Linked DNA regions of Sus scrofa: all the other regions are linked to region 1. A link is a contact called in public Hi-C, HiChIP or PLAC-seq and promoter capture Hi-C data. All regions are on one chromosome and are shown on one strand. Each heading gives the region's core, a stretch centred on a gene start, on an enhancer-like site or on the middle of the called end of the contact. The rest is flanking DNA. Distances are from core to core; before and after follow the strand shown. Region 1 holds the start of MTMR14 (myotubularin-related protein 14). Region 2 holds the start of CRELD1 (cysteine-rich with EGF-like domain protein 1). Region 3 holds the start of THUMPD3 (THUMP domain-containing protein 3). Region 4 holds the start of JAGN1 (protein jagunal homolog 1). Region 5 holds the start of SRGAP3 (SLIT-ROBO Rho GTPase-activating protein 3). Region 6 holds the start of TTLL3 (tubulin monoglycylase TTLL3).

Region 1 (5,022 bases), core at 1,443-3,942:
TCAGAGGGCTGAGGTGTGAAATCAGCTGCCTTAGGACAATGATCTAGAGGGTAGAGTAAAATAAGAATCCAGGGCTATGATTCCGAACCCCTCCTCCTATGCTATGCTACTCTGCCCATCTAAGATGGCAACCCCTGAAACAAACAAAGATGGCAATAAGGGTTAACACCTGGGAAAAGTGAGCCTGCCCTGCCCAGCTGAGGGTTCCTGACCCTGGGGATAAGCTGCTGAGGTCTCCCCAGCCAGGCAGCTTTGGTTACAAGATGCTCACGTGTCTTTTTCCTTCTCAGAACTCTCATACTCCAGGAACACGATGTGCTGGGGGTAGTGGCCGCAGATATCCCCATTCACATTCTGGATCACGCTGTAACAGTAGTCTCGGCCAAACAGCTCCAGACACCTCTTCTCAATGCGCTCAACCTGCACAGAGGAGGAGACCTGAGCATAAAGAAGATTCTGGGGTTCTGAGGTTGAATCACTGGAGAGGTCACTGGGAATGCCATGTGCCTCTGTGATGATAATTCAATGCTGGGAAGAGACACATTGCTGGACCACAGGCCCTAAATGTGTAGTTCATGAACCCATATATGGTAGGCTTTAGGACAGACTCTTTCCCTCAATGCTTCAGGAAAATCTTGTAGCATTTGAAGAGAGGATTACAGATTCTTAAAGGGGTCCACAATCCATGAAATATTAAGAACTCCTGCCTAGGTTACTTTAAGTAGCACTAATCCATTATCTTCCTTTGCCCCGAAATTCTCCTTCATTCTCCAGCCAAAGACCAGTACCTAGAAGCTCAAGTTAGCATAATGAGTAAAAGCTGCAGACAAAGCTGTCTCCTTACACACAATTTGCTTATGAAATAGAAGAAACAGCACCCTTAAAATTGCTGTGGTTTTGCTCATCTCAGGGAAAGGCCCATTAGAAGAAAGACATAAGACCTGTAACATCCCAAGAAGCCTGCAAGAGATCATAAATTTAAGGCCAGCTAGAGTGAGAGTCAGGTGTAACTCTTTACAACCCTAATCTTCAGGGGTGTTTACAACGGAAGGGGGGCCCAGCAAAACCACTGACCCTCTACCCATCCAAAAGACCAATGGGGAAGGAAAAACTCAGTGGCTTAAACTAGCAATCCTCAAATTTCAAGGTTCATATCATTAACAAGCCTATTTAAAAAAATACAAATTCCAAGTTACCACTCTCAGAAATTCTAACTCAGTAGGACTGGATAGGACCAAAGAAACTTTTTTATCAAGCACCCCAGGAGTTCCTGTCGTGGCTCAGTGGTTAACGAATCCAACTAGGAGCCATGAGGTTGCGGGTTCGATCCCTGGTCTCACTCAGCGGATCTAGGATCCGATGTTGCCATGAGCTGTGGTGTAGGTTGTATATGCAGCTCGGATCTGGCGTTGCTATGGCTGCTGCGTAGGCCGTCTCCAATTAGACTCCTAGCCTGGGAACCTCCATATGCCACGGGTGCAGCCCTAGAAACGACAAAAAACAAACAAAAACCAACAAGCACCCCAGATGATGCTGAAGTGGGTAGTCCTCAGGCTAAGAGCTGAGAAATAGTCATCTGGACAGTGGAGGAAACTCATTGTTACTGAAGCCTTCCCTGGGTTACTCTAGAGACTAGCAGATGCCAACTGCTGTGTGTCCCATTATAGGTAACCCCTGGAGCCAAACCAGAGTTTCAAGACCCAGGATGAAAAAGAATCCCATTAGAAAACCTGATGCTAACCCCTCCAAAACCACGTGGGGAATGAAAGATGGCAGGGTCAGCAAGATTCCCTAGGATGGGAATGGCCTGATCAGACTGGAAGCCTTCCAGGTCTGGCCATAAGGAGACTGAAAAGAATCTCAAAGGCAGAAAAAAAAGAGGAACCAAGACTTGTTTTTCATAAAGGAACAGAGGAGTGTGGGCTCCCTTCATGCACAAAGGGAAAGGAAAGGGATGGTCCTAATTCTAAAGTCACTCTGAGACTGTATAAAGAATCAACACACTCCAGTTTAACTCTTGACTTCATTCTGCCCCACCCCTCCACGGAGCTGCAGAAATCCTCTAGATTTTTAATTCTAGACTTGGAGGCTTCTGTGCTAGTATCTTATGCAGGGGAACAACCCTCCTCAGCTCCTCCTCTCTAATCTCTGAATGGCCCCTCAGTTCGGATCCCTAGCCTCCAAATCCCTTGTCTCAAACCAAAACGTCGTCCTTCCTTGGCTCATTCTGATCCCAGCTCCTCCTTTTCGGTTTTTAAACCCGACCCTTGCTCTACAGGTCCAGATCCTGGCAATCTCCCTCTCTCCCTCCTTTCTCTGACCTGTCTCTCCTCAGTAGCTTCCCAAGCCAGGGACCCTCTGCTGCTCACCGTGCCTCCGACTCACCTTAGAGCCTCCCGTCCCGCTAAAATCCTTGGCCCGATACTGAGTCCGGGAGAACTCCTCCAGCAGCTCCCCGAGCCCCGGCTCCTGCGGCTGCGGGTTGCCCGAAGAAGCCGAAGACCCCGCCGAGGCAGCGGCGGCGGCCCGAGCGCCGGCCATGGCCCAGTCCCGTGTCCCCTTTAGCGCCAGAGGCCCCCTCACCACCGATCAGGACAGCCCATAGCAGCGGGAGGAACCTACTCCGGTCCGGAACCTCCCGAGCCGCCTCAGCCGCCGCCTTGCCTTTCCACTTCCGGCCCCGCCCCACCCTGCCGGATGTTTACTCCAGTTCTGGCCAATCGGAGCCCGAGATTAGCGCCCCGCCTCAAGATTATCGGCCCACCCCCTGACGCGGAGCTTTCCAAGTGGTCTCCAGGGAGCGGACCGCGGCCACTCGCAGAAACCTCGTGCTCCTCCCCACGGGGTTTCCCCCGGGGAAGCCGGACTAAACCATTGGGGCTGGGGGGGGGGAAATAGCGTGGTAACTGAGAGGAAGGAACCACCACGGGAAAGACTAGCGGAACAGTGGAATGAACCATTACAAGGAGAGGAGGAGGGAACTGTTGGAGGCAACTAATTAGTGTTGGCAACCCTAGTAAGTAAGAAAACAGCATTTTCTAAGGCACTTTGCTTTCACTGCTCCTCAAAATGTCCCTACGAATACAGTGCTGCAATGGCCAATCCATTTTATTGAAGAAGAAACGCGGGGGTTGGTGGGAATGACTGGCTTGAAATTATATGATGAAAAAGGCCCATATTACTGTTCTTTTTATCTAGTGCAATATTTCCAACACTCACGGAAAAGGAGAGAATAGTATAATGAACCCCCATGTATCCATTAGCTGGTTTCAACAATAATCAGCATATACCACCCTGTTGTTTAATCATCCTTTCCTCATCTAGTAGAATTATTTCAAAGCGCATCTCATTGTTTAACCTGAGAATACGTCAGTGATTTATCTCTAATAGATTAGTATTGTTAGAAAAATAATTAAGAAAGACAATTTAGGTGTTAAAGAAACTAATACTTCATGAAGCCTCCAGTGTTTGTCCTCAAGGGGCCAAAGAACTGCAAAATGGAGCTGGAGGCAGGAAACTTTTGTAGGATAAAGAATAAGGAAGTGAAAAATAAAAAATGATTAAAGAGCAAGGAAGTAAGTATAGAGCCTACAGTTGGCTTGGCGTTTGGGGATTGGCTGACTAGATATAGTATGTTACTGGTCAAGCAGAAGATTTACAAAAGTTATCTAAGTTTTGGTATGTTGCCATGGCAGCCTGGGCAGGAGTGGCACCATCTTTGGTCTAGAAATATATTTCAGCAGTTCCCCCTTTTATCATCCTATTGATCATCCAAGAAGTTTGGGGAAAAAAATCGGTATTCATTTTACTGTACAGCAGAAATGTTCACAACATTGTAAATCAACTATAATTCAATAAAACCTTTAAAAAAAGAAAAGAAATCAGTATTCAGTATTAACATGACCCTCAGTCACCACTGCCTCTTCTGATCTCAGTGTAGTATTCACAAAAAGTGATGTCAGGCTTGTATTCTTGGAGCTGGTTCCATTCTTTCTTTCACTTTTGTCATTGCACTTCAGAGAGAGACCATCTGTTGGCTGGTCAATGGCTGCCCATACACATTTAAAATTTTTGAGAGAACCCAGCTTATTAGGCTGACAATAATAATTACTAGCAACAAAACAACGTCCGTGATTTGGAGAGTACTCCTGAGCCAATGTCCCTATGTTTCAAATCAGCAAGAAAACTAGAGACATTCCCTTAAGCCAGTCAGTGTGTTCATGTATTTTGTGTAACTATTTACTAAAAGTATTTATCTACGGAACTTGTTCCAGAGAAATTGAGGCAGTGGAAATCAGGGAGAAGTTTTTGATTGGTAGAAAGAACTATAGGATCACCAGCATTAAAGCAAAGCCAACAGTTAATTTATCCTCCTTTGAAATGGGCAGAGATATGTGAACAGTTATCTTCCCAGGCCAGAGCAAGGCAAAAGATGGAGAAAAGAATCATAAAGACCTTCACAATGTAAGAATTGGGACAAGGATGGTCAGAGAAGGAAGGAGGAATGGAAGGAAATGTTCTTAACCTGATTTCTTGGGAGGAAGCGGTTGCACCTCAGTGTCCGCTACTTCTCTTTCTAGTCAATTTGATTTTGAGGTCCTTGTGTTTACATAGAACCAGACAGGTGGAGCCTTTTTCAAAATGTGTACCCAAGTTTTGACACCTTGTAATTTGGCAGTGGTGTTAGTGGTCAAGGGGCTCCTTTCTGGGAATCTCATTTTTGCAAAAGAATCAAATAAGACAATAATTGTCAGTAAATGACAAAAGATTTTAAAATGCTCACGGTTGGAGATCTGATGAGAATTCATTATGATCAAATTGACAAGGAAATTTGGTTATTTCTGTGACACCCAACATTTTAAAGATGTTAACTGGAATCATGACTGATGACATTACAATAAAACATATCAGATTTTTAGAACTTTTATATAGTTTCTGAAACACTTATGTTTGTTATAATATATCCATGGAAATGTAACCTAAAGTTAATCATCACTTTTTTTTTTTAGGGCCTCATCTGTG
Region 2 (5,022 bases), core at 849-3,348, 250 kb before region 1:
GTGCACTAGCCTCCCAGCTGGTCTTCTTGCTCTTCCACCCGTGACCCCTAAGGTCTGTGAGTAACCTTTTAAAAGTATAAATAGAAATTCCCTGGTGGCTCAGTGGGTTAAGGATCCAGCATTGTCAGTGTCATGGCACAGGTTCAATCCCTGGCCTGGGAACTTCTGCATGCTATGGGCACAGTCAAAAAAAAGTATAAATAAAATTTTTTTTTTTTTTTGTCTTTTCTAGGACTGCTCCCGTGGCATATGGAAGTTCCCAGGCTAGGGGTCTAATTGGAGCTGTAGCCACCGGTCTATGCCAGAGCCATAGCAAGTCGGGATCTGAGCCAAGTCTGCGACCTACACCACAGCTCACGGCAACGCCAGATTCTTAACCCACTGATCAAGGCCAGGGATCGAACCTGCAACCTCATGGTTCCTAGTCAGATCTGTTAACCACTGCACCACGACAGGAACTCCTCCAATGACTTTTTACCACACTCAGAATGAAATCTAAACTCCTTTTTGTGGCCCTCAAGACCCTCTGTCTTCACCTTCCACTATTCTCCTTTCTGCTCACTCCAAATTCAGCCACCTCTCATATACACCAAGTCAGTCTCACTGACTGTCCAAATCCTTTCCTGATTGTTACACAGTTTGCTTCTTCATCGTGGGTCTCTGTTTGAATGTCATGTGTTGAGCACCATTCTGTTGTCCACCCTGTTTTATTGTTCTTCCCCTGATTTGACATTTTTTATTTACTTATTCACTGTCTGTATCCTCTACTAGAATGTAAGCTCCTTGAAGAAGGGATGTTCCCTGTTTTGTTTAGTGCTGTCCTACAGATATTCAGTGATATTTGCTGAATAAGTGCTCCCCAACTGTCTCCAGGCCTCCACTAGCAGAGCAGAGATTGGGATGTGAGGTATATAAACCCGCCCCTCCAGCCTCCTCCTTACCTGTCTTTGTATTTGGATAACTTCTCTTCCTCCCAGGCAGTGTTTCCGCCTCCAAAGTTGTCCCGGATGGTTCTCTCCAGGCCCTGGAAATGGAGGAAGTTGGGAATAGCTATGTAAAGTGCCTGGCACATTCTAACATTTGTATTTCATTGACAAGGAAACTGGGACACCGAGAGGCAATTTGCTCAAGACCATACAACCAGTGAGTAACCAAACCGTAACTTGACTTCATGAAGACTTGTATTCCAGAGTGCCCAGACCTCAACCCCTATGCCATAGTAGCTGGACCCCTCCCATTACACTGGTGCACCCACCTTGTAGAAGCTGTCCACCAGTCCCCGGCAGGTATGACATGGATGAGGTTCAGTAGGGGGAGAAGATTGGGGAGGAGGAGAGGGCTGAACCAAAACTGGGCTTGGGAGGCCAATGAAAAGGCTCAGGACCCAGAGCAGAGCTGGGGCTAGGCCCTTCGGTGGCCGTGGGGCCATCTTTTCCCAGACTGGGTACCTGTAGATAGACGACATGGAGAAGGTTCGCTGGAGGAGCCAAATGAGAAAGAAAAGGGTGGGTTCTGAGGTGCTGTGGGTCTCGGACCCCAGATCTGTTAAAAAGAAGGCTAGACTGGGGTAAGGCCGAGGGAAAGGAGATGGTTGGGGAAAGGACGCTATTCTGCAATTCCAGGGTGGGAATAAGTTATCCTGTCACCGTGGGGGGAGGTGGCTTGGATCCTTGGCAAGAGGATAGGAGTCAGACTGTTGTTTTAGGGTCTGAATGTGGTTCCCAGGGGCCGGATCAGCGATATTAGGGAAAAAAGGTCAGATTCCAAAGCACTGGGGGAGAGGACGCCAGTGATGGACGTTCTTGGGAGGAGAAGTCCGGAACCCCGGTTGGGGGCTGGGGAGGAGCCTGGATCCGGATATGAAGAGAAAAGGTCAGGTTCGAGGCCTGCAAAGGCCAGAGGCACGGCCCACGAGCGGGCAAGGAAGGATCCAGATCCAGGAAGGCTGTGAGAGAGAAAAAGACGACCCACCCAGCCCGCAGGCGCCAACAGCTCAGCCTCCCCAACGCCGCCGCTGCCGCCCGCTGCGTAAGACGTGCACCCTCCGCTGGCTCCGCAGTTGTGAGGGCGGAACCCGCGCCACAGCCAATAGTGGTGGGCCAAGTGCCATTGCGTCACCCTATGCCAGCCAACCAGAAGCGTCTACGGGCTGCACCTGTCGGGGTTGTTAAAGGGCCGCGGGGATACCGGTTGAGCGCGGCAGTCCTGATTTGCCGCTGGGTTACAGAGACACGCGTGGGAGACATGAGTAGAAAAATAGCTCCTGCCTTTATTCAAGTCCTGTCCCCTGCCTCTGGCCCCATCCCGCTTCCCGTCCCCGCGGTCTCCTGTGACCAGAAGCAGCTGTCCAGGGCGGGCTGCAGGGCCCGGGACACTTGATCCGCTCTCTCCGCGAGCCGCCTCGAGCGGAGGGCGCCGGGCCCCTGTAGGGTCCCAGGAAGTCGGGCAGCTGTGAGGGCAGTGAGAAGACCGGCACGCTGCGGAACAGGGCGGGCACGGCGTCCGGGGGCAGCAGTCTGTCGAAGTAGGCCCCGATGTAGCGGCCGGGTGCCCGGCCCTGCAAGAAGTCTGGCAGCACGCAGCTGAGCGAGGCGGTGAAGGCGTCGTGCGGGCCGTGTGCCCCGGGCGCTGACGCCGCATCCTGCAGCCACTCGTGGCACATGGCCACGGCCCCTGGCGAGAAGAGCAGGACCACCACGCCGCCTTCCTGGAGGGTCTGGCGCCGCTGCGCGTGGAACCAGGCCAGGGGCCCCTGTGCGCTCAGTTCGCGGCGGCTCCACAGGTCCACGGCCACGCGCAGCGGCAGCTGACACAGCGCTGACGCCAGGGCGCCACGAGGCGCTCGAAGCCTGCGTCGTCGGGGAGTAGAGGAGCAAAGCCACTCGGCTCCTGGCGGCAGCCGCTGCAGGATAAAACAGAGTGGGAGGGGAGACATGAGCTGGCCGGAGGCCCGGTCTGCCCGGGGGCCGCCACCCGCGGCTCTGGCTCACACTCACCCCCTTCAAGACCGTCCTCCTTCAAGAGCCTCAGCCACCCTGTTAGGGGAGAGGAGCGGAGGCAGCTGGTGAGCCCAGCTGCCGCCTTCTCCTGGCCAGCTCCCAGGCCCACTTGAGGAGTCCAGCCCCTGGGGAATCGCTCACCTTTCACGTGGTCCTTTTTGACAAGGAGGAGAAGGAAAAGCACAGCGGCAAAAAGTAAGCAGGCCAGCCACACCAGGGCCCAGCGCTGGTGGGTGTCTAGGAGACCCAGGGGAGAAGACAGGCTTGTTAGAGGCCCCCCACTTCATGATGGAGAAAACTGAGGCTCAGAGAATGTGATTTACCCCAACTCCACAGCTCATAGGGTCAGAGCCAGTGTATGAACAAAGATCATACATAGATGTTGTGTGTGACTTTGACTAAATGACTTCACTTTCTGTCTCATTTCACCTCTGTAAAACTGAAATAACAATTGTATCTACTTCCTAAGATTATTGTGAGAACTACATGTATTAATATAAATAAAGCACTGAACGCAATGCTGGGCATAGTAAGTGCTCAAGTATCAGCTAATGTTACTGCCCCTAAGCCTCTGGTTGCTTGACCATGACCTCACTCTCTTGGATGACTGCAGCAGCCTTCTAACTGGTGTCCCTGATCTTTTTTTCTTTCTTTTTTTTTTGGCCACCCCTCGGCATATGTTGTTCCTGAGCCAGGGATCAGATCCCAGCTGCAGTTGTGACCTATGCCACAACTGTGGCAACGCCAGGTCCTTTAACCCACTGTGCCAGGCCAGGAATTGAACCTTCATCCTAGTGCTGCAGAGACACCACAAATCCTGTTGTGCCACAGCAGGAACTCCCCTGATCTCTCTCTCTTTTTTTTTTTTTTTTTTTTGCCCCTAATTCATTACCACATGGCAGCCCAGAGATCTTTTTATTACTATCTATCTATCTATCTATCTATCTATCTATCTATTTTTTTTTCCCAGAGAGCTTTTTAAAATACAAATTTGAGGAGTTCTCTTGTGGTGCAAGAGGTTAAGGCTCCCACATTGTCACTGCAACAGATTGGGTTGCTACTGTGCTTCGTGTTAGATCCCTGGTCTGGGAACTTCCACATATTGTGGACGTGGCCAAAAAACAAAACAAAACAAAACAAAAATGATTATAGCCTCTCAGGAAGTTCCTGCTACTCTTTTTTTTTTTTTTTTTTTTTTTTTTTTGTCTTTTGTCTTTTTTTTTTGTTGTTGTTGTTGTTGTTGCTATTTCTTGGGCCGCTCCCACGGCATATGGAGGTTCCCAGGCTAAGGGTTGAATCGGAGCTGTAGCCACCAGCCTACGCCAGAGCCACAGCAACGCGGGATCCGAGCCGCGTCTGCAACCTACACCACAGCTCACGGCGACGCTGGATCGTTAACCCACTGAGCAAGGGCAGGGACCGAACCCGCAACCTCATGGTTCCTAGTCGGATTCGTTAACCACTGTACCACGACGGGAACTCCCTGCTACTCTTAACATCCAAATTGCTTACATTGGCTCCCAAGGCCGTAGGTGGCCCTTGGATCCTCATCTCATGACAGAAGCTTGCCTCCCAATATCCTCCAGCCACCCTGGCCACCTTGGAATTCCTCAAAAAACCATCCCATAGTCTTCACAAAAAGCCATCTCTACCCTTTTCACCTAACTCAGAGTTCAGCTCCAGCCTTTCCCCTGAACTCCTTACCCCACCTAGTAAGGTCCCCATTATATTCATTCAGGGCTTTGGACACTTCTACTTTATGGTAAATGCTTCAATAGCTCTTTTTTTTTTTTTTCGGTCTTTCTTAGGGCCACAACCTCAGCATATGAAAGTTCCCAGGCTAGGGGTTGAAATGGAGCTGTAGCTGTCTGCCTACATCATGGCCACAGCATCTGAGATCTGAGCTGCATCTACAACCTATGGCTGCAGCTTGCAACAACACCAGATCCTAAGCTCACTGAGCAAGGCCAGGGATGGAACCGAATCCTCATGGATACTAGTCAGGGTCTTAACCCGCTGAGCC
Region 3 (5,022 bases), core at 714-3,213, 230 kb after region 1:
CCCTAGAAAAGGCAAAAAGACAAAAAACAAACAAACAAACAAAAAAATACTTTGGCATATAGTCCTGTTTCAGGAAGCAGTTAGGAACATGGGGCTTTGGGATTTCAGACCAAGGTTTGAATTCTTGCCCTCACCATTCAAAGAATGACTAAAAAAAGTTTATTCTCCAATGCCTCAACTTCCTCACCTGCCAAATGAGAACCGAAAAATGACTCTCTCTGGCAGCTGTTGAAAGACTTAAGTGGGAATAGCATACTGCTATTGAGCATACTGATTAAGGATGTCAATTTTTCTCCTTGAAGTGGTTATTCATGCATTTTAAAATGATCAAAAAAGAATACCTACTATCTAGTTACAACAAATATTTGAATGTCTAGAAGAGTCCAGACCCTGGGATCCAAAGATGGGCATCAAGAGAGATGTGAACAGTAAGCCAAATTTCCTTTACCTGAGCATTTGGTAGGATAAGGGACGAGGTGGAGTATAAGGGTCTAGAAAGCTGGGAGTGGAGATCAAAAGCTCTCAACAGATGTTCAAAGATTTTGTGAATCAAAACAACTTAAGTAGGCGCAGAGTACCTACACTGTCCTTGTTCTGAATCTGGGACAGGACACGGTGTCTAACACAAATAACATTCAGTCCCCGCCATTAAGGAGCGCACAATCAGTGATACGACTTCTATCTTCCAAATAAGGCAGATGAAGCTCACGGAAAGACCTACCAAGATCAGAGAGCTAACCAGTAGCGCCGGCTGGAATGAAACCCACGTTTCCCGACACCCACCCCCAGGGCCCAAATCACAGGAAACCCGGGGAGCTGATGAAACCCAGTAAAAGGGAGTGAGAAGGGCTCCGCCGTGGATCGGGCTGAAGTGCACCCGTCGACAGCCAGGGTCTCAAGAGGACGGTTGACTCTCCCTCCCAAGGGTCATTGGTACCCTACCCGGCCACTCCCACCCACCGCCCGTTTACCAGCCGCCTGCGCTGACCCTTCCGGCTCCGGGACCACGCTGCCCGACGCGCTCAGGTCACGCCGCCGGAAACTGCCTCGGCGCCCCGGAAACGGAAGTCGAGTGGCACGGCCATAGCGGCACCAACCTGGGGGCGGGCTCTGGTGCACGTCGGGAGGAAGAGCGTTTGTTTGCAGGGTGGACTTCGGTAGGTGGTGGTCCGCTCCTGCAGTTGCGGGCAGGACTCCCTGCAGGCAGAATCTGGAACGCCGTTGGCCTCGTCGTCAGTTGTGGTAGTGGTCGATGTTAGTGTTTATCCCGCTGGTTCCGAGTAAGCGCTTCACACACGTAAATTCATTTGTTCCAGCAACTTTCAAGCAGGGGCCACTCTGTTTTAAAGCCGGCGAACCTGAGTCTCACAGAGGCTAAATGTTTTGCCCCCAAAGTAACATGTTACCTAACGTATGTTACTATTGTTTACTTAGTATTTTTCTTTAAATACTTGAGGAAGGTTAACTGCCAAGAATTTTAAAAGAGAATTTTATTTAAGCCAAACTGAGGATTATAACCCTGGAAGGAGATTTCTCTGAAAACCCTGAGAATCGTTTTGCCTCGGAAGGCATAGCCATATACGTTTTTTGTCTTGTTTTTGTTTGTCTTTTTTGGGGCCGTACCCACCGGCATATGGAAGTTCCCAGGCTGGGGATGGAATTGGAGCTACAGCTGCCGGCCTACACCACAGCCACAGCAACGCCAGATGCAAGTTGAGTCCTCAACCTGCACCACAGTTTATGGCAGCATCGGATCCTTAACCCACAGAGCGAGGCCGGAAATTGAACCTGAGTCTTCGTGGATACTAGTCGGGATCTTTAACCACTCAGTCACGATGGGGTGGGGGGAGTCTTGTCATATATATTTTTTAGACAAGGAATCATACATCAAAATGACATACTGATATTTTTTATAAAGTTCACCAAGGATACATAGTCCAGGTAAGCAACAAGTCACCATAACCTCTTTCAGAGATGAGAAAGTACACTATTCTTTTAAGAAGTTACATTGCTGGGGTTAGAAGAAAAAAAAAATTGATCTTTGCTGTAAGCAGGCACTTCCATCTTTGAGTAGCTCTGGTTAATGTGTAAAGCACATGAGCGAGGGAGGAGGCCAAACAGAATTTTGCCTTTAATTTTTTCCTTGTCCTGCCTTAAAATATAAATTTTATTTCGTCATACATATCTTCAACTTAAATGATTTTAGAAGGGCATTTTTACAGTTCAACAATGTAAAGATAACCCAGTTTAAAAATGGGCAGAGGCTTGAATATTTCTCTAAAGATGATACACATATGGTAAATAATCACGTGGAACGATGATCAATATCACTAGTAATTAGGAAAATGCAAAGTAAAGCTACGGTAAAATACCTATTTGGTTAAAAGTTTTTTTCTTTTCTTTCTTTTTTTTGTGGTCTTTTTAGGGCCATACCTGTGGTGCATGGAGGTTCCCAGGCTAGGGTTCAAATCAGAGCTGTAGTCCCTGGTCTACACCACAGTCACAGCAATGCCAGATCTGAGCCTCACCTGCCACCTACACCACAATTCATGGCAATGCTGGGTCCTTAACCCACTGAGTGAGGCCAGGGATTGAACCCATCTCCTCATGGATACTAGTCAGATTTGTTTCTGCTAAGCCACAACAGGAACTCCTAAAAGTTTTTTTCAAAATAGGCAGTTCCAAGTTTCAGTAAGAATGTGGTGGATTGGAGCACTTAGGCATTGCCGGTGGGAATGAAAAATGGTACAGCCACTTTGGAGAACAGTTTGTACTTCCCTCAAAAAAGTTAAAGAGTATTGTCGAGAAAAAAAAAAAAAAAAAAAAAAAAGGAGTTCCCGTCGTGGCGCAGTGGTTAACGAATCCGACTAGGAACCATGAGGTTTCGGGTTTGGTCCCTGCCCTTGCTCAGTGGGTTAACGATCCGGCGTTGCCCTGAGCTGTGGTGTAGGTTGCAGACGCGGCTTGGATCCTGTGTTGCTGTGGCTCTGGCATAGGCTGGGGGCTACAGCTCCGATTCGACCCCTAGCCTGGGAAGCTCCATATGCCGCGGGAGTGGCCCAAAGAAATAGCAAAAAGACAAAAAAAAAAAAAAAAAAAATAGTATTGTCATATGACTCAGCATTTCTCCTGGTAGGTATACCCAAGAGAACTGAAAGCAGATGTTCAAACAAAAACTTAGACATGAATGTGCCCAGCAGCATTGAGCATTGGAAATAATCCTAATGTCCTTAGCTGATGAATAGATAAACAAAAGTGGTATATCCACCACACAATCATACAATACAGTATTATTTGGTCATTAAAAAAGTGAAGTACTGAAGCATGCTACAACATGGACGAGTCTTGAAAACTTGCAAAGTGAAAAAAAGTCCATAAAGACCACATATGTGATTCCTTTTGTATGAAATGTCTATAATGGGCAAATTATATAGAGACAGATTTGTGGTTCAGAGCTGGGGGAATGAGGTGGGGGGATGATAGCCAAAGGGTATGGATGGGGTTTATTTTTTGGAGTGTTGAGAATGTCCTGGAATTCGATGGTAGTGATGGTTGTACCACATTGTGACTATACTATGAAACACTGAGTGGTACAGTTTAAGATATTTAAATTGGTAAATTTTACCTCAAAGGAAACTTTTGGTCTCATTGGTAACTCATCTTGCAGTTTCCTCATATGCAAAATGATAAGAGCTTTTGTAAGATTTAAGTGAGATTAACATGTTACCAGGCATATAATTAAAATAGATGGTGCCCTTAAAAATAAATACAGTGGGAGTTCCCATCGTGGCACAGCGGTTAACAAATCCGACTAGGAACCATGAGGTTGCAGGTTCGATCCCTGGCCTTGCTCAGTGGGTTAAGGATCCAGCATTGCCATGAGCTGTGGTGTAGGTTGCAGACTCGGCTCGGATCCCGCATTGCTATGGCTCTGGCGTAGGCCGGTGGCTACAGCTCCAGTTCAACCCCTAGCCTGGGAACCTCCATGTGCCTCGGAAGTGGCCCTGGAAATGGCAAAAAGACAAAAATAAATAAATAAATAAATACAGTGGAGGGAGTTCCCGTCTCTTGGTGCAGTGGAAATGAATCTGACTAGGAACCATGAGGTTTCAGGTTTGATCCCTGTCCTTGCTCAGTGGGTTAAAGATCTTGCATTGCCGTGAGCTGTGGTGTAGGTCGCAGACACAGTTGGGATCTGGTGTTGCTGTGGCTGTGGTGTAAGCCAGCAGCTTCTAGCTCTGATTAGACCCCTGGCCTGGGACCCTCTTTATGCCGTGAGTGTGGCCCTAAAAAGCAAAATAATAATAATAAAAGTAAATAAATACATAATAAAATAATACATTAATATTGATAAATAAATTTATTAATAATATTAATAATAAAATAAATAAAATAATAATAAATAAATACATAATAAAATAAATAACAACAAAATGATGTTTAAATTCTGTCCAGAAAAAAGGCTGTAAATGTAAGGCCTGTTCTCTTTTTAAGAGGTTAAATTATAATATGTTAGAGACAAAATTGCACTAAATGAGATCTTGTTGATCTAATGAATTAAAATATTGAAAAGATTCTTTACATTTGATTCAGCATTATTTAATGCATATATTTATACTATTTAAATCGTCTCATAAAACAGGTCACACATGTGGGGAAACATTATCCTAAGACAGTATTTGCCCGTGGCAGATCATGTTAGTAACAGAATTTATTGAAACATCTATTACATGTCAGACAGTCTCAGGCAGTAATGGTAAAGTGCTGAGAATTTTTTCTAGAGCTTCTATTGGAAAAGACAGACAATACAGAAAAATACACATACATTCCTATGATGATAAGTATTATGGAGAAAAACTGAGAAAGAAAGGGGGATGAAGCGTGATAGAGATGGAGGGGTAAAGCCTATCTTATATCAGGTGGTCAGGAAGGCCTCTTGGATAAGGTACCAAAGCAGAACCTGAAGAAAATGAGAAAGCAAGACTTTTGGGTATCTGGGAGAAGAGCATTCCAGGACAAGGG
Region 4 (5,022 bases), core at 1,767-4,266, 210 kb before region 1:
TTCACCTCACACAGCAGTCCATCAGGTAGGCTTCATTTACGCTTCTTCTCTTGTGTGCTGGTGAACCAAGATCTAGGAGCTTCTTGCTGTAGTATAACTGCCAGGCGTGCACTTGGACTGCCAGCACTAACACCAGATACATGACGGAGACGGCGGGAAAACCAAAGAGGAAGCGTAGGCCTTGCCATGGCGGTAGAGCTGCTGGGCAGCGGGGAACATCTCCATGCTGCCATAAATGAGGGAGCGATTGAAAAGAGCCCCATGCTGATCATGGAGAGCACTAAGTAGCTAATGTTGTTGCGGGGAAGGAGAAGAGGCCCAAGAGGGAGGGCACAATGCTCAGCAAATAGGGTACTCCCACTGATAGGGCATGGCCACCTGATCATGCGACAAGAGCCTCAGGTGTCCCACGCTCATCTTGGCAACCAGCAGCAGCCATATGATCAATGCACGTAGGTCAGCTTCTTGATTTCATACTTGAGGGTCACACTGTGGGGCAGAGCAGAGGAAGAAGTAGCTTTCATTCAAAATTTTCTGACCACCAACTATATGTCAGGCAACTATACAGAACACTGGGTGAATAAGATACAGTTCTTGCCTGGAGGCTGGGAACAAGGTATGGAGGAAGAAAAAATAATTAGAAAACAAACTAGAAAAGCTCTAGTAAATCTATGTTGCAAATTATATGGATCATAGGAAGGAGTAATTAATTCTGCTTGGGATGAATTGCCTAAGAAGGCTGTCTAGACAAGGATGCTATCTGAGCTAGGCTCTGAGAAGTGGGTGGAGATGAAAACTCCAAGCAGAGCTAAGAGCATGCAAGCAAAAAAGGCCTAAGCATTTGTGTTCCAGGAAAGCAAGTGGTTGGGTGTGGAAGGACTACACTGTGGTGAGGAAGGGAGTAGCAGGACATGAAGTTGCAGACTATGAAAGAGTCAGTTTAAAGGCAGAAGAGGAACCGAGGGCTGTGTTTTGAAAGATGATTAACTGTAGCACAGGCATTCAGCCCATTAGAGGAGGTACTGGCAGCAAGGAAACCAACTCAGGCTGCCCACACTTCTCCAGCTAGAGTACATTTTTCACCTAAAGGAAGCCCATTTTCTCTTATTCTTTGAATTTCTCAGGTCCTAAATCCACTTTACATCTCCTTCGAGGGCAGAGTTCTGCTCTAGACAGACATGAAAACACAGGCTTGGCTGTGAGTCCCCTTGGCAGGGGTCTAAGGATAGGAATAAAGTGAGGGTTCGCAGAGCTTGTCACTCTTTAAAACTCTGGAGAAAAAGATGCAGAAAAGATTCTGGGAAAGTTTAATGGGATTAAGAAAGAAAATCTTTTAAAAAAATTCATTATAGAACGTGCAGAAAGGTCGGGGGGAAAAATCAGTCACCTGTAGACTTCAAACTTCATGAAGGCGGGACCATTTTTGTTTGTTTGTCAATAAACTTTTTATTGAAAGTATAACATGCATACAAAGACTAGGTTGTTTCCGCTATTGTATCTTCAGTGCCTAGCACAATGCATGATGGGTAGAAACTCAATAAATATCTGTTGAAGGAATAAACGAATGTAGAAATATACCTTACGTGCTGGTGGATGGTGGTGGTCCATTAAACTCATTTTAGGGCCACATTCCCCAAAAAGCCCAAAATATAGCAGCTACTACGTATTGGGCAGACTTACGGGCTGTTATGCTACGTCCTTTACGCTAATTGTTGCCTCATTAATTCACCAATATCAAAATGGCAGATTAAATTTCCCTTGCCAGATGAGAAAACTGAGGCTCAATTAGAAATTCTGTTCCCGAGGGCGGAGAGCCAGGCCAGCATCGCAGTGGAGCGGGCCGGACCCCTCGAGGCACAGGGGGATCAAAGGTGGAGCTCAGAGGAGCAAGGGGGCTTCTCGAGATTGGGGACCGGTTCCGGGTTGTCCTAGAAGGAGGGACTTGGCAGGTGCGCGGGGGCTGCCTGGGAAGCAAGATCCTGAGGCCTGGCCCGCAGATCTAGCCTCACTTCATACCTCATCTGGTAGTGCATGGCGACGCGCTCCCGGTGCTGAAAGTCGCTGCCGTCGGTGCCAGCCGCTCGCGGGCCTGCCCGAGACGCCATTGTCCCCACCCAGAACCCAGGAGCCCGTCACACCGACCCGCTGTCACGACTACCACGCCAAGCGGCCCACGGACGCCGTTCGCGCCACCTCAGCTCAGCCAACCCAAGAGCCTGGGGTTTCGCGAGGACAACTTCCGGCCTGTCTGTCCCTGGAGGACCGACTCTGTGGTCATTCCCCTGTGCAAGCGCACGCGCAGGAGAACACGTACGCACGCGCGCGCTCTCGGCCCCGCCCCAGCAGTCTCTCCCCGCACTTTGCCCCGTGCAGAATATTAATTCACAGCACATGTATATTTTTGCCAAGGTCTTGCTGATTCTCCAGCCTCTCCAGCACTTTCACTTCTTAAACTCTCACTCAAGTTTAAGATGTCTCAGTCCCCACTTCACAGATTGGGGAAACTTATTCCTGGAAAAGATATGTGACTTTCTCAAGAGCATACATCTTCCATCCTGTCTTAAAGTATCTCCCCACAGATTACTTAATCATTGCAAAGAGGAAACGGTAACTTCACAGGAGATATCGGGAGAAGGCACAGGAGAAACCTGGCATGCATCCCCTTAACTAAGTAAGCAAATTAACTTGACCGGAAGTGAGACAAACTGAATCTTTCTGCCTCCTGATAAAGCTGAGGACACAGCATCACTTTTGTGATGTGCATGCCCAAAATACTCAGCCTGAATCTATCATGAAGAGATGACAGATAAACTCAAATTGAAAGACATTCTGCAAAATAACTGGACTGTGCTTTCTTTAAAATGTCAAGGCCATGAGAAAAAGAAATTAGGTAGAAGTAGAAAGCAGGGCAGTGGCTGCAGGGCTAGAGGAAAGAAGGAATGGAGACTTGTTCAGTGGGTACAGAGATGAAAAGGAGATGAAAAAGTTCTGGAGATCAGTGTGGTAAGGGTTGCACAACAGTGTGAATATACTTAATGCCAGTAAACTGTACACTTAAAAATGATTACTTTTAGAAGTTCCCATTGTGGCTCAGCAGAAACAAATCTGACTAGCATCCATGAGGAAGTAGGTTTGACCCCTGGCCTTGTTCAGTGGGTTAAGGATCTGGTGTTGCTGTGAGTTGAAGAGTAGGTTGTATACACAGCTTGGATCCAGCATGGATGTGGCTGTGGCTGTGGAGTAGGCCAGCAGCTACAGCTTGGATTCGACCTCTAGCATGGGACCCTCCATATGCTGTGGGTGCAGCCCTAAAAAGACAAAAATTGTTACTTTTATGTTATGTGCATTTTACCACAATAAAACACAAATAAGAACATTTCAAAATTGTTACCCGAAAAACTAAACCATTTTTCCATGTGTTTTGAGTCATTTAGATTTCCTTTCCCTGAACTATGTTCCTATTCTTTGTTTTGTCTTTTGTCTTTTAGAGCGAACCTGTGGCTTATGGAGGTTCCCAGGCTAGGAGTCAAATCAGAGCTGTAGCCACTGGCGTACACCACAGTTTATGGCAACGCCAGATCCTTAACCCACTGAGTGAGGCCAGGGATGGAACCTGCAACCTCATGTTCCTAGTTGGATTTGTTTCCGCTGTGCATGATGGGAACTCCCATATTCTTTGTTGTTTGTGTACTGCATTGCTGGTCTTGTTTGTTTTTGTTTTAAATGGCTGCACTCAGGCTAGGGATTGAATACCCCTACACACAGCTGCGGCAACACCAGATCCTTAACCCACTGCACTGGGCAGGGATCCAACCTGAGCCACCTCAGAGACAGCATTGGATATTTAACCCACTGTGCCACAGTGGGAACTCCCAGAAAAGTTTTTTAAATGTGGTTGAATATACAGTCTTTTCTTTTTGGCTTCTCAATTTTTATTCATAACTAGAGTCCTTCTCTACTCCAAGGTATCTCAAATGATTTTATGCATTTGGCATTTGATGATCATGCTCAGACATCTGAGCTCCTCAAAGAGAGGTGTAAGAACCAAGTTACTAGCCCATGTGTCTGGCACAGGGTAAAAGCTCAACATGATTGCTGGATATATACATTCCAAGTGAGCCCAAACCATCCTCTTCTCCTAAGCACTGTGAAGAATCCTCAGGTTGACAGAACCATCCTCGACACTCCCCAATCCTACCACAGACACTCTCTGGCTTTAGCTTGTACTTATCTCTGTCTTTTCTGTGTGTGATTTCCATGATGTTCGTCAGGGCCAGACTGCTTCTGAGTCATCACTGGCTTATCATGAGACTCTTAAGCACAGTGGATGCTCAATAAATGTTTGAGCATGAATGTCCACGGGAGGGGTCCCAACCCTTTCCCCAGAACTTCCTCCCTGAAGCTTTTCTCCCTGCTTTTGGTTTGCCTTAGAGTTTATTGATTTGTGTTCTTGTCACTTCACCCTTCTCCTTCCCTCTTCAAATTATTGCAGTGATGTTTCCTTGCCTTTGAACACCCCACCCACCCAGGACTTTCAAAAGACTGGCTCCAGGCCTAGCGTAAAGCTGTAGTATCAATGTTTCTGTGTCCCCGCCTCCCCACCTTTCCCCACCATTTGTGTGTTGAAAGCTAATCCCCAGTGTGATGGTATTTGAAGGTAGGATTTGGGAAAGTGGAATTAGTGTCCTTATAAAAAAGATTCCTTTGCCCATTCTATGATGTGAGGACACCAAGAGAGGACTGCTGCCTGTGAACCAGGCAGAGGGTCTTCACCAGGCACCAAATATATCCACACCTTGATTTTGGACTTATCATGCTCAAGAACTATAAGAAGTAAATTTCTGCTGTTTATAAGCCACCAGTTTATGATATTCTGTATAGCAGCCCAAACAGACTAAGACACTCCAGGTCTTCAAAAGACTGAATTCTTACCAGTCAAGTTTAGCTGAAAGCTCTTCTCTCAGGCCTTTCCTACAGGCCAATCTAGCTCTCCAGCCATTTGCTATCATATCATCTTGTGTT
Region 5 (5,022 bases), core at 1,019-3,518, 190 kb after region 1:
GCCAGAAGGGTTGGAATTATGTCTTTAGAAGAAAAAACAATCCTAAGGTCACCCTTTTAGTTTTAAATAAAGCTTTTTATTAGAAAAATCAACACTTACCAAATTCAAAATATCCATTTTAATAAGCCAGCAATTTAAGAGTGAAGATTAAGCTTTAGTCTTCAAAAAGCCAATTTGCCAAATGCTCTCCTTACAGACAAATATAAAATTTCAACTAAGGACAGAGGCTTGTGTCATGTCCTACCAAAGGACACAACTCATTTTCCTATACATAATGACAGCGTGAGTAAACCTTAAAGACTTTAATCCCATAATAGGTTAGAATTTTTGGTTATAACAGAAAACTAATGATCCGCCTGAGAAAACTGGTAGGAATCCAATAAAAAAATTACCTCTGTCCTCCAAGCAGCCCAGAAACCTCTGATAATGTGAATATTCTCTGCTTTAGTACTAGCTCAGATTCCACACATCTAAAATTATCACTTACAATTTTTCTCTGAGTGACCTAAAAACATTAATGATATAAAACTAATCAAGAAATTTTTCCCAAATAGGGGGTACACATTCTCCTGAAGAGCTCAGAATACTCAACTCAGCTGGATCCTACTCAAAGTATTGCTAAATAACATCTGCCCAACAATAAAAAAAATGTAAATATGACCTTGGTCACAAATATGTCATTTAAATGCAACTTGTTTAATAAAATGACAAAGGAAATTAGCAGAGAACCTGGGGATTCTTTCAGTACTATGAGCACGGGGAAAACTAGAAAAATGAACTAAGTATAGACAAAGCCCAATGGAACCCAGAGGTCTGGGCAAAAAATGACTTGGTGGTGAACACATTGCACAAGTAACATGAGAAAGCAGAAAATGCAGGTCATACACGCACCCCTGACCCAGACCAGCAGAGCTGGCTGCAGCATCAATATCCAAGGGAAAGACCAGTTATTCCCAAGAAGTGAGACAAGCAAAGAGCTCTATAGAATAAATTAGCATAGAAGGGGCTTTCCCAACAGTTAAACTTTCCCTGTCACGCGATTCACCTACTTAAAAACCAGGGCTTTTTCTCACCACCATTCACTTCGCATCCCTGGCTTCCACGCAGAGGGAAAGGCAATTAATAGAGGCTACATTTTTCTGCCTTTAAAGATATTCTCAAATGATCTCTCTCCACGCCCAAGACAGGGAAAACGACACAATCTGGCTCAACTCCAAGCTAGAACCCTACAAATTCAGTGGGGCCATTTCAGAGATACTGGGGCATACGCCACTGAGAGCCCAAGAATGTGAGGTGGGGGTGGCGAAGCCCAACGTCTTTAGTGTGGGAAAGGAAGCAATCATCTGCAATAGGGACCCTAGGACGAGAGGAAAAGCGTCCAGGAACATTCTTGGAGGGGGGAGATCGAGGGCCCCAGAGCGACCAGAGTTGTCACAAGGCCGCGCGAACGGGGGTGGGGGTGGGGTTTGGGGAGGGGAAAAAAAAGTGTGCTGTGTATTTTGAGGAGGGCGGCGAGAGGCCTATTCTCAAGTAAAAGGTAAACGTGGAGTAGGCAGTTCACAGGAAAAGGGGTGAAGAGGCGTGGGGGGAGGGGAAACGTCCTGACCCAGGAAAGACATGAAAAGGGTAGTGGGGTCGACTAGATTAAGGAGGGGGCCTCTCCGCCTGGGAAAGAGGGGTACAGTGGTGTGGGGGGGCGAGGGGGGATGGGAAGGGGCAGCATCCTCCTGCTGAGAGCCGGGGGAGGGCCAGGCCCACGTCCCGAGAGCAAGCGCGAGGAGACGGAGGAGGTGACCCTTCCCTCCCCCGGGGCCCGGTGGTGAGGGGAGGTCTCTCTTTTCTGTCGCACCCTTACCTTGTCCCAGGCCTGGGCCCGGGCTGCGGCGCACGGCACTCCCGGTAGGCAGCAGGACTCGAGTTAGGCCCAGCGCGGCGCCACGGCGTTTCCTGGCCGGGAATGGCCCGTGCCCGTGAGGTGGGGGTGGGGGGCAAAAAGGCGGAGCGAGCCAAAGGCGGTGAGGGGGAGGGCCAGGGAAGGAGGGGGGGGCCGGCACTACTGTGTTGGCGGACTGGCGGGACTGGGGCTGCGTGAGTCTCTGAGCGCAGGCGGGCGGCGGCCGCCCCTCCCCCGGCGGCGGCGGCGGCGGCGGCGGCGGCGGCAGCAGCTCACTCAGCCCGCTGCCCGAGCGGAAACGCCACTGACCGCACGGGGATTCCCAGCGCCGGCGCCAGGGGCACCCGGGACACGCCCCCTCCCGCCGCGCCATTGGCCCCTCCGCCCACCGTCTCGCACCCATTGGCCAGCTCCCCGCCAATCAGCGGAAGCCGCCGGGGCCGCCTAGAGAAGAGGCTGTGCTCTGGGGCTCCGGCTCCTCAGAGAGCCTCGGCTAGGTAGGGGAGCGGGACTCTGGTTTGGGGGAGGGCCGGCGGTTTGGCGGGGGATGGGTGCTTGAGGTGGTCTGACCGGTAGCGGGGGTCGCCTTCCCTAGCGGGAAGTCGGGAGCATATCGTTTGTTACGCTGGAAGGGGAAGAGGTGGTGAGAGGCAGGCGGGAGTGCGGCCCGCCCTGCGGCAACCGGAGGGGGAGGGAGAAGGGAGCGGAAAAGCCTGGAATACGGACGGAGCCATTGCTCCCGCAGAGGGAGGAGCGCTTCCTGCTCTTCTCTTGTCACTGATTGGCCGCTTCTCCTCCCGCCGTGTGTGAAAACACAAATGGCGTGTTTTGGTTGGAGTAAAGCTCCTGTCAGTTACAGCCTCGGGAGTGCGCAGCCTCCCAGGAACTCTCGCATTGCCCCCTGGGTGGGTAGGTAGGTGGGGTGGAGAGAGCTGCACAGGCGGGCGCTGTCGGCCTCCTGCGGGGGGAGGGGAGGGTCAGTGAAAGTGGCTCCCGCGCGGGCGTCCTGCCACCCTCCCCTCCGGGGGAGTCGGTTTACCCGCCGCCTGCTCGGCTTTGGTATCTGATTGGCTGCTGAAGTCCTGGGAACGGCCCCTTGTTATTGGCTTGGGTCCCAAATGAGCGAAACCACTACGCGAGTCGGCAGGGAGGCGGTCTTTGGTACGGCCCTCCCCGAGGCCAGCGCCGCAGTGTCTGGCCCCTCGCCCCTGCGCAACGTGGCAGGAAGCGCGCGCAGGAGGCGGGGGCGGGCTGCCGGGCCGAGGCTTCTGGGTGGTGGTGACTGCGGCTCCGCCCTGGGCGTCCGCCGCCTGAAGGACGAGACTAGCTCTCTACCTGCTCTCGGACCCGTGGGGGTGGGGGGTGGAGGAAGGAGTGGGGGGTCGGTCCTGCTGGCTTGTGGGTGGGAGGCGCATGTTCTCCAAAAACCCGCGCGAGCTGCAATCCTGAGGGAGCTGCAGTGGAGGAGGCGGAGAGAAGGCCGCACCCTTCTCCGCAGGGGGAGGGGAGTGCCGCAATACCTTTATGGGAGTTCTCTGCTGCCTCCTTTTCCTAAGGACCGCCCTGGGCCTAGAAAAATCCCTCCCTCCCCCGCGATCTCGTCATCGCCTCCATGTCAGTTTGCTCCTTCTCGATTATGGGCGGGATTCTTTTGCCCTGGCTTAACCTGATTCTTGGGCGTTGTCCTGCAGGGGATTGAGCAGGTGTACGAGGACGAGCCCAATTTCTCTATATTCCCACAGTCTTGAGTTTGTGTCACAAAATAATTATAGTGGGGTGGAGATGGGAAATGAGTCCAGGCAACACCTAAGCCTGATTTTATGCATTGAGACTGCGTGTTATTACTAAAGATCTTTGTGTCGCAATTTCCTGATGAAGGGAGATAGGTTAAAAAGCACGGATCTACTGAGTTTTACAGTCATCCCATTTGTAGACTTTTGCTACACCACCAAAGTATAGCATCTGAGATTAAATATTAATCTCCAAACCTTAGGCCCCCTCACTTGCATCCTTACGGTCAGATAACTCTCACTCATACTTTAAGCCCATTTTGTTTGTTGTACTTGCTCATCCAGTCCCAGTCCCATTGGCTTTCTCCTCACCTGTTTTAGGTAGCCAGCAAGTCATGAAATCAGATAAGTTCCACCACCAATTAACACTACCCATCTTGAGCATAGGCCCAACAGTGCATTTATTCCTCATTTACTGATGTTCGTGAATATTTACCTTGATTTTCATTTTTTTCTTTTTCTTAAGCTGGGATTTTACTCCTGACCCTATTCACAGTCAGATGATCTTGACTACCACTGCGATTGGACCTGAGGTTCAGCAATACTCCCCTTTATGTCTTTTGAATACTTTTCAATAAATCTGTTTGTATTTTCATTAGTTAGTAACTGAGCTCAGTTGCCGTAATGCTAATAGCTTCCAAACTAGTGTCTCTGTCTCCAGTATCTGATAAATCTTAGGTGTTGCTGGGACAGTTGTCCTAAAATTAAGATAAAGCATGAAAATAACTGACACAACTCCATTACTGGCTCCTAACTACTTAAACAATGCATTCTATCATCACAAATGTGAAAAAGGAGTTCCCTCAGTGGACTAACCTTATCTTTTCTCAACACCTTTTTCTTTGCACAATTTTCCACACATGCCTACAAAAAGTACTTCTCTGCTCAAGTCACACTGAGTTGATTGCTATTTACCGAAATCAAAGTAACATTATCAGATCTCTGTAGGGTGGTTCCCTCTGGAATGCTACCCTCCATAGTCCTTACCCTTCAAGTAAAGAGCATGAAGACTGAAATATCTCTGTGATCTGTCATCCTTTAAGCCAGAATCCCCCATAAAAAAGTTAGTATTGCTTTCTCCTGATCCCATAGCAGGTTGAATCATAGCACTTATCAGGTTGTTGTCATTGCTTGCTTAAATTCTCCTAACTATTTGGAGCTTCTTGAGGGCACAGGTTCTTGTTGAGTCTTGTACCTAAGCACCTAGTATAGTCCTTGATGTCTAGCCAACCCTAAATAAAATGCAGTGAGTGACATGTAGATGTCTTTATAAGGTTTGATAGGTTGGTCTCTCAAACAGTTCTTTTGTATGTTTGGTAGTGCTCTAGATTAGCACTG
Region 6 (5,022 bases), core at 1,844-4,343, 150 kb before region 1:
AGGGAAAGGTGAGCGGGGTAGCAGTGTAGAATGACACAAGGTGCCTAACAAAACTCAGGATAGAAAAAGGACTGACTGCTGGATCTGGCTCTTTGAAGGTCACCTGTAACCTTGACTGGAGTGGTTCCTGGTGGGAGTGGGAAAGGGCAGGGAACCAGAGCAGTGGGAGCTGAGGAGAGAATCTCAGATAAAGAAGTAGAAAATTTTGCCAAGAAGTCCACTGTGAATGGGGTATTGACAACAGGGAGGGGAGTTCCCATCGTGGCTCAGTGGTAAACAAACCAGACTAGCATCTATGAGGACATGCCTTCCAATCCCTGGCCTTGATCAGTGGGTTAAAGATCCGGGGTTACCTGAGCTGTGCTGTAGGCCGCAGACGCGGCTTGGATCCAGCGTTGCTGTGGCTGTGGCATAGGCCGGCAGCTGCAGCTCCGATTTAACTCCTAGCCTGGGAAGCTCCATATGCCACGATTGTGGCCCTAAAAAGACCATAAGAAAGAAAGAAAAAAAAGGAAAGAAAGAAGGCGAAAAGAAAATAGGGAGGTATCTGAAGATGGGTGTGGGATCAAGGTTTTTGTTTTCTTGTTTGTTTTCTAAGGATGGGAGCAAATAGTGCAGGGAGGCTCAGACGCTTTCAGGGTCCTTTCTAGAACCCCCGACCCGCAACCCTCTCCGACCTTGACAGCTCTCTCCACGTGGATCTTGGCATTTCTGAGCCGGCCCATGTATTGAGACGCCTTGGAGAATCCTCGCCAAAGGACAAGAGAACCTGCAGAAAGATGCGGAGTCGGGGTGGGGCAGCACCCCTTCTCTCTCTCTACCCATCATCTGGATGCCCATCCTCTACCGCTCTTCTCCGGACTCCAATATCGGCCCCAAATCTCCAGGTCCTAGCCGCCTGCCTCGGGCCAGGAGTGGCGGGCCGCAAGGGGCCCTCACCGTCCGGCGGCGGCGTGGCGTCCTCCTGGGTCTTGGTGGGAGAAGGGCCGCGGGGGCGGGGTTCCGCGGCGCCCTGGGCGTGGCTGCGGTCTGGGGAGGACTCGAGGGCGCAACCTAGGAGGCGCGCCAGGGCTAGGCTGCCCTCCCAGCTTTGGCAGCCTGCGGCAGCCTCTTCGGGAAGTCGGAGTTCGGAGTGGCGGGACCAGGGCCATGAGGCGGGAGAACTGGTGCGGGACTCGGGTGGCTGCGGCCTGCGCGGCCAGCTGCCCACCGGGCCCCTATCCCGGCCGTAGCAGGCGGTGAAGCCCAGGTGCGTGGCCCCCGGCTCCCCCGTGCTCAGGAGCTGCGTGGCGCCGGAGACCTGCATGCGCCGCTTGCCGTGCGCACGCGCTTTCCCCGGACCCGAGCCCGCCTCCCGTAGGCGCTCTGCTGCCTCTCGCGGGAGGGCCCAAGAGGGGCCCTCTTTGAGGCCCCGCCCTCTGTTTTTTGTTGTCTTGGAAACCATTCCTGACACAATCGGGCTTCCGGTGACTGGTTGGGGGCTCCTTCCAGAGGTCTGAACACCAGGCCCCACCTGCTCCACACCGTTAATAAACGGGGCGCTGAAGTTGTAAGCACAAAGCACCGGCCTAACAGTGCCCTGATTCTTTACGGAGCGCTTCCTGGGGCTTCACTCATTACACAGTATTCACAGAGGACCTTGTGCTAGGCGATGGGTTAGATGCTGGGGGCCGGAAGAACGAGCTAGACATGGTCCCGGAGCCTACAGCCCAGTGGAGGGAAAACAAACAAGAAGCAAGCAACAAAGGAATAAAATAGCTGTAAGGTATGTGAGAGCAATGAACAAACAATCAACTGAAACCAGGAAGGGGGCATACTTTGGATAAGGTGCTCAAGGTTGTCTTTTCTAAAGAGATGCCATTTAGCTGAGGCCTACTGAATGCAAAGGTAGCAAGGAGTAGGCCAGGGGAGGTACAGCATTCCAAGGAGAGAAAAGTCTCAGCAACAGCACTGAAGAAGGTAAAAACCTTTCTGGGGAACCAAAAGGAAGCCAGTAGCCTGGTGACAGGGGATCAAATCTTCAGGGCCTGGCAGATGGGGTTAGGGTAAGGTCCTTATAGGGTAGATTTAAAAGCCAGGGCAGTCAAGTGCATAATGCACCCCCTTACCCCCACAAATAACTTGGAAATAGAAAAAAAAAAATCATCATTTGAGTCACCTGCAGAAAAAAATAGAAGTCATGCAACAGCCCTCAAGACAAAACTGTAAGAAATCTTTTTGGAGATACTAGGAAAGTGTTACCCTCAAATCTCACAGGTGAGATAAATATGGCACTAAGACGTTAAATCATTTGCCTTAAATCACACGGCAGAGGCAGCACTGGACCCCAGGTCCAACTCCAAAGCTCCACACTTAAACAGTATTAAACACAAGTCCACATTGTCACTCAGAACTGTTGTCTATTGGTCATGTAAATACCAAATGGACAGTTTGAGAGGGCAACTCTAGCAGCATCTAAGAATCCAGCTTTGTTTGGTCACTGTACATCTGCTCATACAGCAAAGATGGGCCATCTGCTCAGCTGTCCAGCCAACATCTACCACTGAGATCACCCTTTCCAAACCTTTGGCTGGTGACTGGGCTTTCCAAAAGGCATGTCCTCAGGAGAGGGTTAGCTGATTGGCAACCATCCAGTCAGTACTCATCAACTGGTAGATTTGGTTTTATGGGCTCTAAACCTTGGGAGATAGACCTGTGACAAATCAGAGTTCTGGCTCACACAGGCAGTGCTGTCCAGTGAGGGTGGAGTGAGCCACTGCCAAATTCTAGTGGACATCCAGCTTCACTGTGAGCTCCTTTACATTCGCTGGAAACTAGGAAATAGCCATGTGCCTGAGGCAATGTCATAAAGGGGATAATAGCTTTCAAGCTGCCCCCACCCACAGCCCCTCCTCCTTTTAACATCACCTTGTCCTGTTCCAAGAGACCTTTTGGCCTAAAGCAAGAAACTTTTGAAAGCTCAGCTCAAAAGCCAACCCTCTGAACCTCTCCCCAACTTCCTTTTCCATAAATACACCCTTTCTTGGCACCCAAAGGCTTACATTAGTGATTATGAAACACTTCAGTGCAGCTATTTACACACCCAGCCTTTGTATTGTCCCCTCCCAAGACAGGGATAATGTCACCCCCCCCCCCAATGCCTAGCGCAATGGAAGTTACCAAACAGCTTGAATACTGGGCTGGTGGAAAGATCAGTTGTTTATTCAGTACCTATATGGCAGGTACTATGTTAAATTTACATTATCTCCATTTAGAGATTAAAAAACTGAGACAATATAAATAACCTGCTTAAATTCAGCAGCAAGAATCAGGACTCAAACAGTGTTTTGGTTTTGGAGTTTTTTTCTTTTACTTGAAGATGTCACTAAGATTTAGTGCTGTCTACTAGAACTTGCTACGATAAGGGAAATGTTCTATCTACTGGGTCACAGGGGAGGCATTACCCACCAGTAGCTATGGAACACTAGTGGGACTGAGGAATTGAATTTCAAACTTTTTGGGGGGGTCTTTTCTAGGGCTGCACCTGTGCCATATGGAGGTTCCCAGGCCAGGGGTCTAATTGGAGCTGAGCCACCAGCCTATGCCAGAGCCACAGCAACGTGGGATCTGAGCCTCATCTGAAACCTACACCACAGCTCATGGCAATGACGGATCCTTAACCCACTGAGTGAGGCCAGGGATCGAACCCGCAACCTCATGGTTCCTAGTCAGATTCATTAACCACTGAGCCACGCAGGAACTCCAAATGAGCTCATCTCTTATGTGAAAAGAACCAAAGCTCTACACAAGCAGAGAGCGTAGTTTCAGCAACAGGAGGAGCCTGGACTGCAATACAGGTCTCTTGGGTTAGGGCCCTTGGCAAGGTTAATGTCAAGGGCCAATCAGACAGCTGTGGTGGGGACCCCGAATGCCAGCCACATGGTTTTGTAGAAGAGCGAGTCCTACCAGCTCTCCTTTCACATATACACACAGAGCACAGACCTCATGCAGCCCCAGAGGGGCAAGAAGAGACTTTAATTAGGGGAGGGAGGATCCACCAGAATAAGAAAAGGTACAGTGAGCGAGGGAGCAGAGGAGCCACAGCAGGCGGAGGGCCCAGCTGGAAGCCCCAGAGAACTCACCTCTCTACCTCTAGCACAGGCACTGCACTGACAGACAAGGCAAAACAGCAGCCCCTCTCAGCTGGGAGGGCAAGAAGTGGCCCCTGTGGCCAGAGGTTGCCTAGCTTCCAGGCCCTAGCTCCTAGGCATGGCTGGTGGCCACCAGTGCAGCCCTTGGCCCCAACCAGTGCTGGATGGCCATCTTCAGGCAGAGCTCAGGAAGCTGGCAGAGGGCCCCCACCGCTTCTACTGGATCCACAGAATAAGAGGATGAGGGAGAGGAAGTGGAGTCTGAAACCTCCCTCCCTCCCCACCTGGGGTGGCTCTGGCGAGGAACAGTAGTCGCCTTCTGGCTCCAGGCCCGCCCAGACCCACAGCGACCAATAAGGTACAATCACTGGGACCAGTCACAGCCACTGGAGGTGGAGGTTGTTTGTTTAAAAAAAAAAAAAAAAAAAAAGACAAAAGGTTACAGTCTCCTACAAGCACAGAGTTTAAGTTTCAAGACTTAAAAAAAAAAAAAAACCTGTCCCAGCCCAGGGGACAGAACATCAGAAGCCAGCCTGACCAGGCACACATGGCCTTGGGGCAGGTCCACTGCTTTGTTGCCCAGCTAGCAAGCATACCACCCCCCTCCCGCATCTAACGCCCACCCCAACCCAGCTCCCCTCCACTGCTGCTGCCACCGCCGCTCTGGGGAGTAACTCCAGGACGCCTTCGCAGACACAGGGAGCTTGAGGGGGAAGGCCACAAAATCCAGCCAGATGGTTTAGAACTGTCAAGAGAATAAAGAGGAGGTGAATGGTGGTTATTATTGTATCCTGGCAGGTCTGCTGTGGGTAGGTGGGCGAGCTGCCATTGTGCTCAGATCTCTGCAGGGTGGGAGGGAGTTGGGTCCCAGGAGACTCTGTGGGCACACCCT

The links. Promoter capture Hi-C pulls out the DNA fragments that hold promoters and counts their contacts. A called contact is a pair of places that touch in the nucleus more often than the background predicts. HiChIP or PLAC-seq counts read pairs in DNA pulled down with a chosen protein or histone mark.
Region 2: a promoter capture Hi-C map of fetal liver shows a contact between it and region 1, with 2.2 times the contacts expected there. The contact joins the promoter of CRELD1 here to the promoter of MTMR14 in region 1. A contact is called at or near these places in 2 of 5 promoter capture datasets (fetal liver and fetal skeletal muscle) and 1 of 2 datasets of contacts at active chromatin or transcription factors (alveolar macrophages).
Region 3: a Hi-C map of embryonic fibroblasts shows a contact between it and region 1, with 2.1 times the contacts expected there. The contact joins the promoter of THUMPD3 here to the promoter of MTMR14 in region 1. A contact is called at or near these places in 2 of 47 Hi-C or Micro-C datasets (embryonic fibroblasts and mesenteric adipose tissue) and 1 of 2 datasets of contacts at active chromatin or transcription factors (alveolar macrophages).
Region 4: a Hi-C map of skeletal muscle shows a contact between it and region 1, with 5 times the contacts expected there. The contact joins the promoter of JAGN1 here to the promoter of MTMR14 in region 1. A contact is called at or near these places in 2 of 47 Hi-C or Micro-C datasets (heart right ventricle and skeletal muscle).
Region 5: a contact with region 1 is called in an H3K27ac HiChIP or PLAC-seq map of alveolar macrophages. The contact joins the promoter of SRGAP3 here to the promoter of MTMR14 in region 1. A contact is called at or near these places in 1 of 5 promoter capture datasets (fetal skeletal muscle), 1 of 47 Hi-C or Micro-C datasets (heart right ventricle) and 1 of 2 datasets of contacts at active chromatin or transcription factors (alveolar macrophages).
Region 6: a contact with region 1 is called in an H3K27ac HiChIP or PLAC-seq map of alveolar macrophages. The contact joins the promoter of TTLL3 here to the promoter of MTMR14 in region 1. A contact is called at or near these places in 3 of 47 Hi-C or Micro-C datasets (heart right ventricle and liver) and 2 of 2 datasets of contacts at active chromatin or transcription factors (alveolar macrophages and skeletal muscle).

Annotation. Positions count from the first base shown.
Region 1 is chr13:65,946,190-65,951,211 of Sscrofa11.1, reverse strand. It overlaps MTMR14 (myotubularin-related protein 14), which reads right to left and starts at 2,692. Exons shown (of 18, transcript XM_013981948.2): 1 at 2,386-2,692; 2 at 272-420. The coding sequence starts at 2,541.
Region 2 is chr13:66,191,871-66,196,892 of Sscrofa11.1, reverse strand. CRELD1 (cysteine-rich with EGF-like domain protein 1) reads right to left here and starts at 2,098. Exons shown (of 12, transcript XM_001928892.5): 1 at 1,972-2,098; 2 at 1,256-1,448; 3 at 942-1,024. The coding sequence starts at 1,429. IL17RC (interleukin-17 receptor C) reads right to left here. Exons shown (of 13, transcript XM_021069809.1): 12 at 2,335-2,902; 13 at 2,143-2,216. The coding sequence ends at 2,143.
Region 3 is chr13:65,717,497-65,722,518 of Sscrofa11.1, reverse strand. THUMPD3 (THUMP domain-containing protein 3) reads right to left here and starts at 1,963. Exons shown (of 11, transcript XR_002338099.1): 1 at 972-1,963. The region is part of intron 1 of SRGAP3 (SLIT-ROBO Rho GTPase-activating protein 3); the gene reads left to right.
Region 4 is chr13:66,152,849-66,157,870 of Sscrofa11.1, reverse strand. JAGN1 (protein jagunal homolog 1) reads right to left here and starts at 3,016. Exons shown (of 8, transcript XM_021069312.1): 1 at 2,017-3,016; 2 at 449-489; 3 at 357-446; 4 at 304-354; 5 at 242-301; 6 at 177-239; 7 at 73-174; 8 at 1-70. The coding sequence starts at 2,105. The coding sequence ends at 33.
Region 5 is chr13:65,757,138-65,762,159 of Sscrofa11.1, reverse strand. It overlaps SRGAP3 (SLIT-ROBO Rho GTPase-activating protein 3), which reads left to right and starts at 2,268. Exons shown (of 25, transcript XM_021071097.1): 1 at 2,268-2,391. It overlaps SETD5 (SET domain-containing protein 5), which reads right to left and starts at 2,187. Exons shown (of 25, transcript XM_013981946.2): 1 at 1,856-2,187.
Region 6 is chr13:66,092,140-66,097,161 of Sscrofa11.1, reverse strand. TTLL3 (tubulin monoglycylase TTLL3) reads right to left here and starts at 3,093. Exons shown (of 11, transcript XM_021069309.1): 1 at 940-3,093; 2 at 678-769. The coding sequence starts at 1,444. It overlaps ARPC4 (actin related protein 2/3 complex subunit 4), which reads right to left. Exons shown (of 7, transcript NM_001206535.1): 7 at 3,182-4,875. The coding sequence ends at 4,870.